Regions from separate parts of the Sus scrofa genome. Here all the other regions are linked to region 1. Evidence: chromatin contacts called from public Hi-C data. All regions are on one chromosome and are shown on one strand. Each heading gives the region's core, a stretch centred on a gene start, on an enhancer-like site or on the middle of the called end of the contact. The rest is flanking DNA. Distances are from core to core; before and after follow the strand shown. Region 1 holds the start of CNOT3 (CCR4-NOT transcription complex subunit 3). Region 2 holds the start of U2AF2 (U2 small nuclear RNA auxiliary factor 2). Region 3 holds the start of ZNF784 (zinc finger protein 784).

Evidence for each region. Hi-C and Micro-C count contacts between places; a contact is called where the count stands out from the background.
Region 2: a Hi-C map of embryonic fibroblasts shows a contact between it and region 1, with 4 times the contacts expected there. The contact joins the promoter of U2AF2 here to the promoter of CNOT3 in region 1. A contact is called at or near these places in 2 of 47 Hi-C or Micro-C datasets (embryonic fibroblasts and liver).
Region 3: a Hi-C map of liver shows a contact between it and region 1, with 5 times the contacts expected there. The contact joins the promoter of ZNF784 here to the promoter of CNOT3 in region 1. A contact is called at or near these places in 2 of 47 Hi-C or Micro-C datasets (liver and skeletal muscle).

What each region holds. Positions count from the first base shown.
Region 1 is chr6:55,991,702-55,994,632 of Sscrofa11.1, forward strand. CNOT3 (CCR4-NOT transcription complex subunit 3) reads right to left here and starts at 1,439. Exons shown (of 18, transcript XR_002344772.1): 1 at 1-1,439.
Region 2 is chr6:59,772,660-59,775,590 of Sscrofa11.1, forward strand. It overlaps U2AF2 (U2 small nuclear RNA auxiliary factor 2), which reads left to right and starts at 1,531. Exons shown (of 12, transcript NM_001315804.1): 1 at 1,531-1,579. The coding sequence starts at 1,531.
Region 3 is chr6:59,739,960-59,742,890 of Sscrofa11.1, forward strand. ZNF784 (zinc finger protein 784) reads right to left here and starts at 1,406. Exons shown (of 2, transcript XM_003356071.4): 1 at 1,293-1,406. The coding sequence starts at 1,370. ZNF581 (zinc finger protein 581) reads left to right here and starts at 1,453. Exons shown (of 5, transcript XM_021095062.1): 1 at 1,453-1,536; 2 at 2,654-2,727.

The DNA.
Region 1 (2,931 bases), core at 189-2,688:
TTCAATTGGCCGTGGGGGAATATTCTGCCCAGAAACCATTGGCTGGTCCGGGAAGTGGGTGGGGAAAGCGGAGGAAGGCATGGAGAGTGGGCGTTAAAGGCCGCGTACCTAATGGGAGACGGACAGGTGCTTTCAAAGCCGGGGCCAAGCTGAAGTCTTCTGCCAATCGAGACAGCCTCTGGGCCGAGAGGGAGGAGCCGGGCAAGAGGATCCACCCCCTCCCCCTTCGACGGCCCTGTTATCTTTCACCGCAACGTGTCCAATAGTGTGGCGAGTGGGCGGCACCCGCTCCTAAGGCGTGTGAAACCAGGCATAGCAGGCAGGCTTGGGACCCGGGTGCATCCTTCCGCCTCGCTTGTGTCCTGGCGGGCCAGGCCTGTCCCTGTCAGCCGCAGTGTCTTCTCCAGGTGCCTGTATTTGGCATGCCTCTGAGATTCAGAAGAAGGAAGAAAAAGAAGGAAGGAAGCCAAAGACAATGTCCCAAGTCACCGGCACCACGCATAGCTGAACTGGTTGGGAAGCGCTGTGGAGGCATAGTTTTTGTTCTTCCCCTGAGTGGTGACGTGACCGTGGAACAGTAACTCCTCTGCACCTCCGTTTGCTTGGCGCTGTGAGGGCGCTGCAGAAGGTACAGATGAGATTCCCCGTGCCCCTTCACGGTTGTCTCCTAACACCGGTCAGACCTCACCTCGGTGGTTTTCTCTCCCTGGCCTCCCTTGCTGATGGCTCACGAGCACTGTTCATGAAAATCTACTTTTGCAAGTATACCGTCATTTTCGTGGTTATTTGAGACGCCCCCTCCGGATTTTTGAATGCCCAGCGCTTGGCAACCGTTTGCATTGAATGAACACACGGATGAACACGGGGAATGACTTGCGGTTGAGGCTTGCAAAGTACTGGTGCTTTACTATCCGGGAGGCGTTTGCCCTGGGTCACACAGTCAAGACGGCAAGTCAGACATGCTCATCTCCTTTAGGTGGAGGAAAGTGAGGTAAATCCCAGGGAGATGCATGGGCGGTCCTGCATCAGAGTCGCCCACTGCAGGCAGACCATTCTTGTAAAAATGCACTGTTCTTGGGCCCACACAGACCTGGGGAATAAAGCCCAGGGATCTGCATTTTCACAAACTTCCTGGGTGATTATTAGTGATGCAGCAAAGTCCTGTTATTCAAAGTGTGGTCTCTGGATGGAGCAGTGCTTTTTAGATGTCTCAGGAGTCGCTGGGAGATTTGTCAAGTGCAGATTCTGCGGTTCTAACAGATTCCCAGGTGACGCTGATACCCACAGTTCACATTTTTTAAGTAGCAAGGGCCCAGGGCAGTTGTTCACGAACTTAGCTGCACACGAGAATCACCTGAGGGCTTAAAAAAAATCCAGATACCCAGGCCTTGCCCTAGACTGATTACATCAGAGTTTCTCGGGAAGGGAACCAGACATGAGTGATTAAAGACCCCGGAGTTGATTCCAACACGCAGCTCATCTGGTAGGGAATTTTCTAGTGGTTTTCAAAGTAGGGTCCCTGCATCCAGCAACATCACCACCACCTGGGAAGTGGTTAGAAATGCACCGCTTTGAGTCCCGCCATAGACCAACTTGGTCAGACACTCTGGGCTCTGAAACCCAGTTCGAGAGTCCTTCCAGGCAATTCTGAAGCATGTTAACCTTTGAAAAACTCCAAGGGTATGCAGAACGGTAGGGCCAGGTGACTCAGATTCCTTCTGGAGACTCCCACCTCCATGTCCCTGGCCTCCTGTTAGATTCCTTCTGGCCAGGGGAGAAGGGGACTCTGAAGAGCTGTGCACAGACTGCCCTTCCCTGGCACACGCATAGGCAGAGATCGGCAAAGGTGGTCACTTTTTTTTTTTTTTTTTTTTTTTTGTCTTTTAGGGCCGTACCTGTAGCATATGGAGGTTCTCAGGCTAGGGGTCGAATCGGAGCTGTAGCTGCTGGCCTACACCACAGCCACGCCACAGCAACGCCAGATCTGAGCCGCATCTGCGACCTACACCACAGCTCACGGCAACACCGGATCCTTAGCCCACTGAGTGAGGCCAGGGATCGAACCTGCATCCTCATGCATGCTAGGCAGGTTCAGTAAGCACTGAGCCACGACGGGAACTCCCAAAGGTGGGTCACTTCTAAGCAAGGCTGATTTAAAAGTTCAGGGATAAACCTGGGGAATGAGCTGTGTGACCTGGGGTAATTTGGCCATTAGAAAGAACCTCCTAGGAGTTCCCGTTATGGCTCAGTGGTAATGAACCCGACTGTATCCATGAAGATTTGGGTTTGATCCCTGGTCCCCATTCAGTGGGTTGCTGCGGCTGTGGTGTAGGCCGGCAACTGCAGCTCCGTTTTGACCCTTAGCCTGGGGACTTCTATATGCTGTGGGTGCAGCCCTGGAAACCTCCCCCCTCCCCCCCAAAAAAAAGAAAGAATGCATGAAACTCCCAGGTATGCAGACTCTTTCAGGTGAGGGAAGGGAGAAATTGAGAGAGGGCCACTGCAGTCCAGAGACAAAGCCCTGGGCTGAGGGAGGGACTGGGGTCCAAAGATACACAGAATCCCAGGTGATGACAGGGGAGTCCCAGAGAGGTCTCAGGACCCAGTGTGCCAGAAAGAGACCCACAGAGAAGCCCAAGAGGCCTCACTCCCCACAGGGCTGGTTCTGCCCTGTGCGCCCACCTCCTGGGCAACTAAAAGAAGTCCTGGGAGTTCCCTGGTGGCGCAACGGGTGAAGGATCTGGTGTTCTCACTGCTGTGGCTCATGGCACAGGTTCGATCCCAGGCCCAGGAACTTCCACGTGCCATAGATGCAACCAAAAAAAAAAAGAGAAAGAGAAGTGCCAACCTCCAAGGTAAGAGCCCACTGGGAAACCCAGATTCCAGCACAGGTAGACAGGCGCCCCCAGCAGCACTCTGCTTTTAGGGCAG
Region 2 (2,931 bases), core at 281-2,780, 3.8 Mb after region 1:
GGGGGGCTCCGGGGAGCGGATGGTCAGGCGGGAAATGGGGAGGTTGGGGAGACAAGGTGTAATTAGTCCCCCAGAGGCAGGAGTGGGAGGAGAGAAGCAGCTGTGCCCTGAACAACTCGGAGGAGCAGAACTCCGGGAAGGAGGCATGAGCCGACTTGGACCAGAGGCAAGGCGGCAGAAGGCGGGACTCAATGACTTTTGGGAGAGGCGACCATCGAGGGGAGCGGGGAGCTCTGAACAGAGACTGCCTCCAGGAGGCGGTAAAGCGAGATTCTCTGTCTCCCGGAAGTGCCCGCTGCGTGGCTAGCAGCGTCGGCGCGGTTGGGGGGGGGAACGCTCGCTTGTGTGGTTGCCACGGCAACCGCAAGGGGGCGGCCTTGCTCAACGGTCGGGAATGTAGTCCCTTCCCTGGAGGAAGGAAATCTCGCGCACGCGCGCTCGGGCTGTGGCCCCGACGACCCGCCCCCCCTCTCCGAACAGTGAGAGGTCTCGGTTCAGACCGATCTCTACGCAGGCGCAGAGGCTCTCTCGCGCTCGCCCCTTCCACTTTGCGCATGCGCACAAAGCCGCGCTGGCAACCTCCGCAGCAGCCGCGCGCACTCTTCACTCCGCTGGCTGCTTTTGTCTCGCGAAACCTTCTTAGGCGCTTCTCAACATCGGTCCTTCTTTTCCTCCCATCGCCCCACAGGGAGAGCCGGGTGCTGAGAGCCGAGACCCTGCCTCTTCTTTTCCTTTCCCCTGACCCACCTCGCCTCTGTCCTCCCTCCCTTTTTGGTTCCCGGAGCCGGAAGGAGCCGAAGCGCCCACGGAAAAAGCCGAAGGTGTCTGCTGTGAGTCCTTCCCCAGGCGGTGGCGGAAGGAGCCGAAGTTCTCCGAAAGGGGGAGGAGGTTGCTCTTGGAATCTCCGGAAAGAGCCGAAGTTTGGAAACGGGTTTAATCTCTGGTTGGGCCCGAGGGGGAGCGCCAGAGACCTTCGGAAAGTGCCGAAATCCGGGACGGTTAGGATTGTCGGAAGTGGCCGATTGCTTGGACAGGGCCGTTGGGAAAGAGAGGGTAGAATCCGTGGAAGCAGCCAAAGACGGACGGTTTGAGTTCTTGGAAGAAGCTGAATTCTAAGTGGGGAGTCTGGGTGCTAGGAATGCGAGGACCTACGGAAACATCCGAACGTTGAAGAGCTACTATCCGAAAAGTTACGAAAACCTGAGAAGCCTGCGAAACCCTCGCTTCGGGTGTTTTCGGAAGCAGCCGAAGTCGCCTCTCCCTTCGCTCCTCCACGGTCCGGAAATAGCCGACGCGTTTCGGAGCCAGGCCCTGGGGGGAGGTGCGCCTCGTGGGCGGGCCGGCGGGGAGAGGGGCGGAGCCGGGGCGGGGCTGGGCGGGCGGCAGGGGCTTGATTAGGTAGGAGGCGGTGGAACGCCGGCGGCGGCCGGAAGTAGCCGAAGCAAGCGGCGGAAGTAGCCGAAGCGGCCGGATCGGGCGCGCGGCAAGGCGAGGCGAGAGCTACACAGGGCCCTACGCGGCCGCCTCAGCATGTCGGACTTCGACGAGTTCGAGCGGCAGCTCAACGAGAATAAGCAAGGTGAGGGCGCCGGGGGTGCGGGGCGGCGGGCGGGGCGGCTCTCGGCTTCCCCCTGTGTCCCCCGCCATTTTCCCCCTCGCTTCCCCCCCTTAGGCCCGCACGGCGCCCCCCCACCCCGCGGTGCGCGCCTTACTCACGTGACCGCCCGGCGTGCCGCCGCGCGGGAGGGGAGGGGGCGGCGGGCGCATGCGCGCCGCGTTCGGTTCCGCGCCCCACGTGGCCCCCGGCGCGGGTGGCGCGGGCGCCGCAGGCTGTCGGGAGTCCGTTGCGGACTTATTTTCTATTTTTTTAATTTGGAAAGGAGATTATGTAGATTGGGTCCCGCAACCCCTCCTTTTCTCCCGATGCCCTCGCACTTCCGCTTCCGGCCGGGCCCGCGGCCGGTGTCTCCACGCCCCCTTTGTTCCAAAATGGCGGTTGGAGCCCCCCTTCACGTGGGCGCATGCAGGGCCGCGGTGTGGGCCCTTCTCGCACCGCCGCCCTTCGCGCCTTTCCTGGGGGCTAGTCGCCGGGGTCCCTTCCAGCCTAACGTGGGTGATGCGGTGTCTCCTGGGAGAGGTCCGCACTGTGCGTTTTCAGTGTTCCTCCCGCACGCGGTTCTCCCTCGCGCCGTCGCGCCAGGCACAGTGTGGCGTGTCTGCCCCCCATATCTCCTCAGTTAGACAGGTCCCCTGTTCTGTACGAGCCCACCCTCCGGGCGCCGCGTGTGTCCGCCTTTTCAACGTGGCGATAAAGAGACAGGCTCGGAGCGAGTAGGGAGACTTAGCTCAGTTGGGAGGATGGGAGGCAAAGTCCCTCCGGTGATGCGGAGTCCAAGTAGGAGGCCGAGCTAGTGCCGACTAGTTTGGACACCCCACGAATGTTAGAACAAACTTAGGCCTGGAGGAGGTGGCGAGCGCGAGGCCTAAGCTCCTTGTGGTCAGAGGACTGCACAGGGGGCGGGGGGCGCTGGGGTTCCCCTTTCAGCCCAGTCTGCAGTTGGGAGCAGGTGGCTGGTTTAGGAGGAGACAGCGCCTGGGGAAGACGAAGTCGGGTTTCGGAGTGCCCACGGGGTGTCTGTACACGTTGTAACGCTTCACAGCACAGGCTTTGGAGGGGAGGAGACTTGGCTTCTAGTACCTGCTTTGTTGCTAAGTAGTTGTGGAACTTTAACACGTCTATGCTTTTTTTTTTTTTTTTTAATCCTTTTCTTGTGTGTAGTGGCTGTTAAATAGGTATGTGTCTTTATTACCGGTTTCTGGAGTCAATGGTGATGGCAGTACTGATAGTGCTTTGCTAAGCTTTTACACGGCTTATTTAAGTAGATGGTCAACAGCCGTGGGGGACTGACATGACTTCCTTTCCTTTGCAGA
Region 3 (2,931 bases), core at 156-2,655, 3.7 Mb after region 1:
TGTAGCATGCTGGATCCCTCGATTTCTAGATTCAGCTCTCCGCTGCTTCCCCGGCCCGGGATTCTGTTACGTGCCTTTGAAGACTTCCCCTCCCGTCTGAAATGGTCCACAGATCCAGCCATCTCTCTCCTCCATCCCAGTGAAAAGCCAATTACCTCACTGCACCTTTTTTTTTTTTTTTTTTTTTTTTGAGGGGGCCTCCCTCGCAGCAGGCCTATGATCCTGGGCCAGGGATTGAACCCGTGCCACAGCAGCGACCCAAGGTGCCACAGCAGCGACCCAAGGTGCCACAGCAGCAACGCAAGCTGCCACAGCACCAACGTGGAATCCTCGGGCCACTGGGGAACTTCATAAGGCAAACATTCTTTGCCAAGTGTCCTGAACCTCTGACTGCCTCTGGTCCTCTGCCTGGCTCCCTCATAACCCATTTTCCCAAAGCAGCCTTAATGACCTTTTGAAAACGGGAACAGATGGAAGTCATTTTCCCATTCGCAACCCTCCCATGACACCCACTGCACTTAAAATCCAAAGCCTTAATTCATATCCATCACGATCTGCCTCCCGCTTATCTCTCTGGCCCCAGTGTAAATATAAGCCGGCACACAGCTGACTTCTCTCTCGACTAAATTTAGCTCCCCTCCGCGCCGCTCTATCAGCTCACTCTTTATCGAACATAACACAATAAGACTTCTTTATTGTCTCTCTCCTCTTCTGGGCTGCAAGCTCCAAGAGGATAGTTTATTTGCCGCCTTCACCTCTCCATCTGTCTAGCCCAAGTGGGAGCACAGTAAATGTCTGCTGAATGAAAGACTGTCCTCAGATACGCTCTCAGCCTGAGTGGGGTCCAAAGGCAGCTGGAGCAGGCACTTCTGCCCCCAAATCCTCTCTTGGGTAGCACTTAGACTCTTGCAGAATCATCCCCCTACCCCGAAGTGGGTGACCCAACCATAACCCCACACCCTTCTCTTCCAGGGTCACCTTCCCAACCTTCCACCCAGGTTCCGGAACCCTAAAATTCATGAGGTCCCGCCCTCTGAAGGCTCCGCCCCCTCATTAGACAAACTCAATCCCTCGGACTCCTCGCTCGGGTGGATCCCTCTCCAGTTCTGACTTGGCCCGCCCACCCTCCTCCTCCGGCCACGCCCCTCCAACCTCACACCGCCCCCACGAGAAGCCCCGCCCCCAGGGCCATAGCCCTAAATACCTCCCCCGCCCAGCTCTAAGCCCCACCCCCACCCCTGCGACCTCCTGCCGCCTAGAGCCCCCGCGCCGGGGCCCTTCCTCGCCCGCACCAGGTCCGGAGGTTCCGGGGATCGCGGCTCCGGGCCCGCTGAGCTCAGACTCGGCGACTCCGGGCGCGCGGCAGCCATCTTGTCCCCAGGCCCCGCCCCCAATGCCAGAGGTCAATCCGGAGGGGGTGGGGCCTAGGCTGGCGTCGGGGCCCCGCGCAGGCGGCCTGGAGGAGGGGCGGGGCTTCCCGGGAGCTGGCTCTCTCCATCCCCAGGGAGAAAGTGGTGAATTTCTTCCTAATTGCCTGTCAGTGCCCCCAAGAGACAGCCTGCGTGGGGCGCTGGGGTGGCTCTGAGCTAATTCTTTTGTGTACGTGTCTTTTTAGGGCGAACCCGCAGCGTATAGAGGTTCCCAGACTAGGAATCGAATCGCAACTGCACCTGCCGGCCTGCACCACAGCCACAGCAACGCTGGATCCTTAACCCCCTGAGCGGAACCACGGATCCCTCCTGATTTTGTCGGGTTCGTTTGTGCCAGGCCACGACGGGAACTCTCCTGTGAGCTAATTCTAATTTCTTTTTTTTTTTTTTTTTTTTGGTCTTTTTGCTATTTCTTGGGCCGCTCCCACGGCATATGGAGGTTCCCAGGCCAGGGGTCTAATCGGAGCTGTAGCCACAGGCCTACGCCAGAGCCACAGCAACGCGGGATCCGAGCCGCGTCTGCAACCTACACCACAGCTCACGGCAACGCCGGATCGTTAACCCACTGAGCAAGGGCAGGGACCGAACCTGCAACCTCATGGTTCCTAGTCGGATTCGCTAACCACTGCGCCACGACGGGAACTCCCTAATTTCTCTTTTTAATCTCCATGAGTAGGCTCTGGCGGTCACTTGACACCAGAATTGAACAACCTTTGTTGTGTTCACACTACACGTTTTTGTGGTCACCTACTCCCTGGTTCGAGATAACTCAGTGAGGCAAAGGTTACAAATGTAAGGACTTTTAAGTCCCTTTGCAAAAATATACTGAACCGACTGCCACACTAGTGGTACTGGGATTCATTAGCAAGTATCCACAGGTTGTGTGAAGTTTGGGAAATGCGCCTTTGAAGGCAAGAGCCCAAGGGCAGGGGTTTTCGGCAGTTACAAGGACAGGGCTGAGGGCTCAGCTGTCCAGTTACTCGTTCCTTGGCCCGGCTGTGTGACCTTGGAGAGGTCATCGCGCTACTTCTGACCATGCCTGCATTTATGCATACATCTGTAGAGGGTTGCGAAACCCACTAAAACAGAGAGATGCGAGATCGCTGGAACACTCTTAAATTGTTTTCCTGGAAGGGCAGGGTGGATGACTGAACGTGACGATCATGCGCAAATTCGGTTCTCCCTCTTTAGGGAACATGATAGGGTTGTATTTTCCTTTGCAGTTAGACGTGGCCACGTGGTTTTCTTTGCCCAGTGAAATGACAGTGGAAGCGGTAGGTGTCCACTTCAGCACAAGGTAAGAGTCTGCTGAAATGTTCACCGCTTTTTGTTCCTGCTTGGGAATCTGTTTCCATTAGACGAAATTCCAGGGTGTGTGACCAGAACCTGGTGCAAGTCTTCCTCGGATAGATAGCATTTAAAATACTCATTTGGGGAGTTCTCTTCGTGGCTCAGTGGTTAACAACCTGACTAGGATCCATGAGGATGCATGTCTGATCCC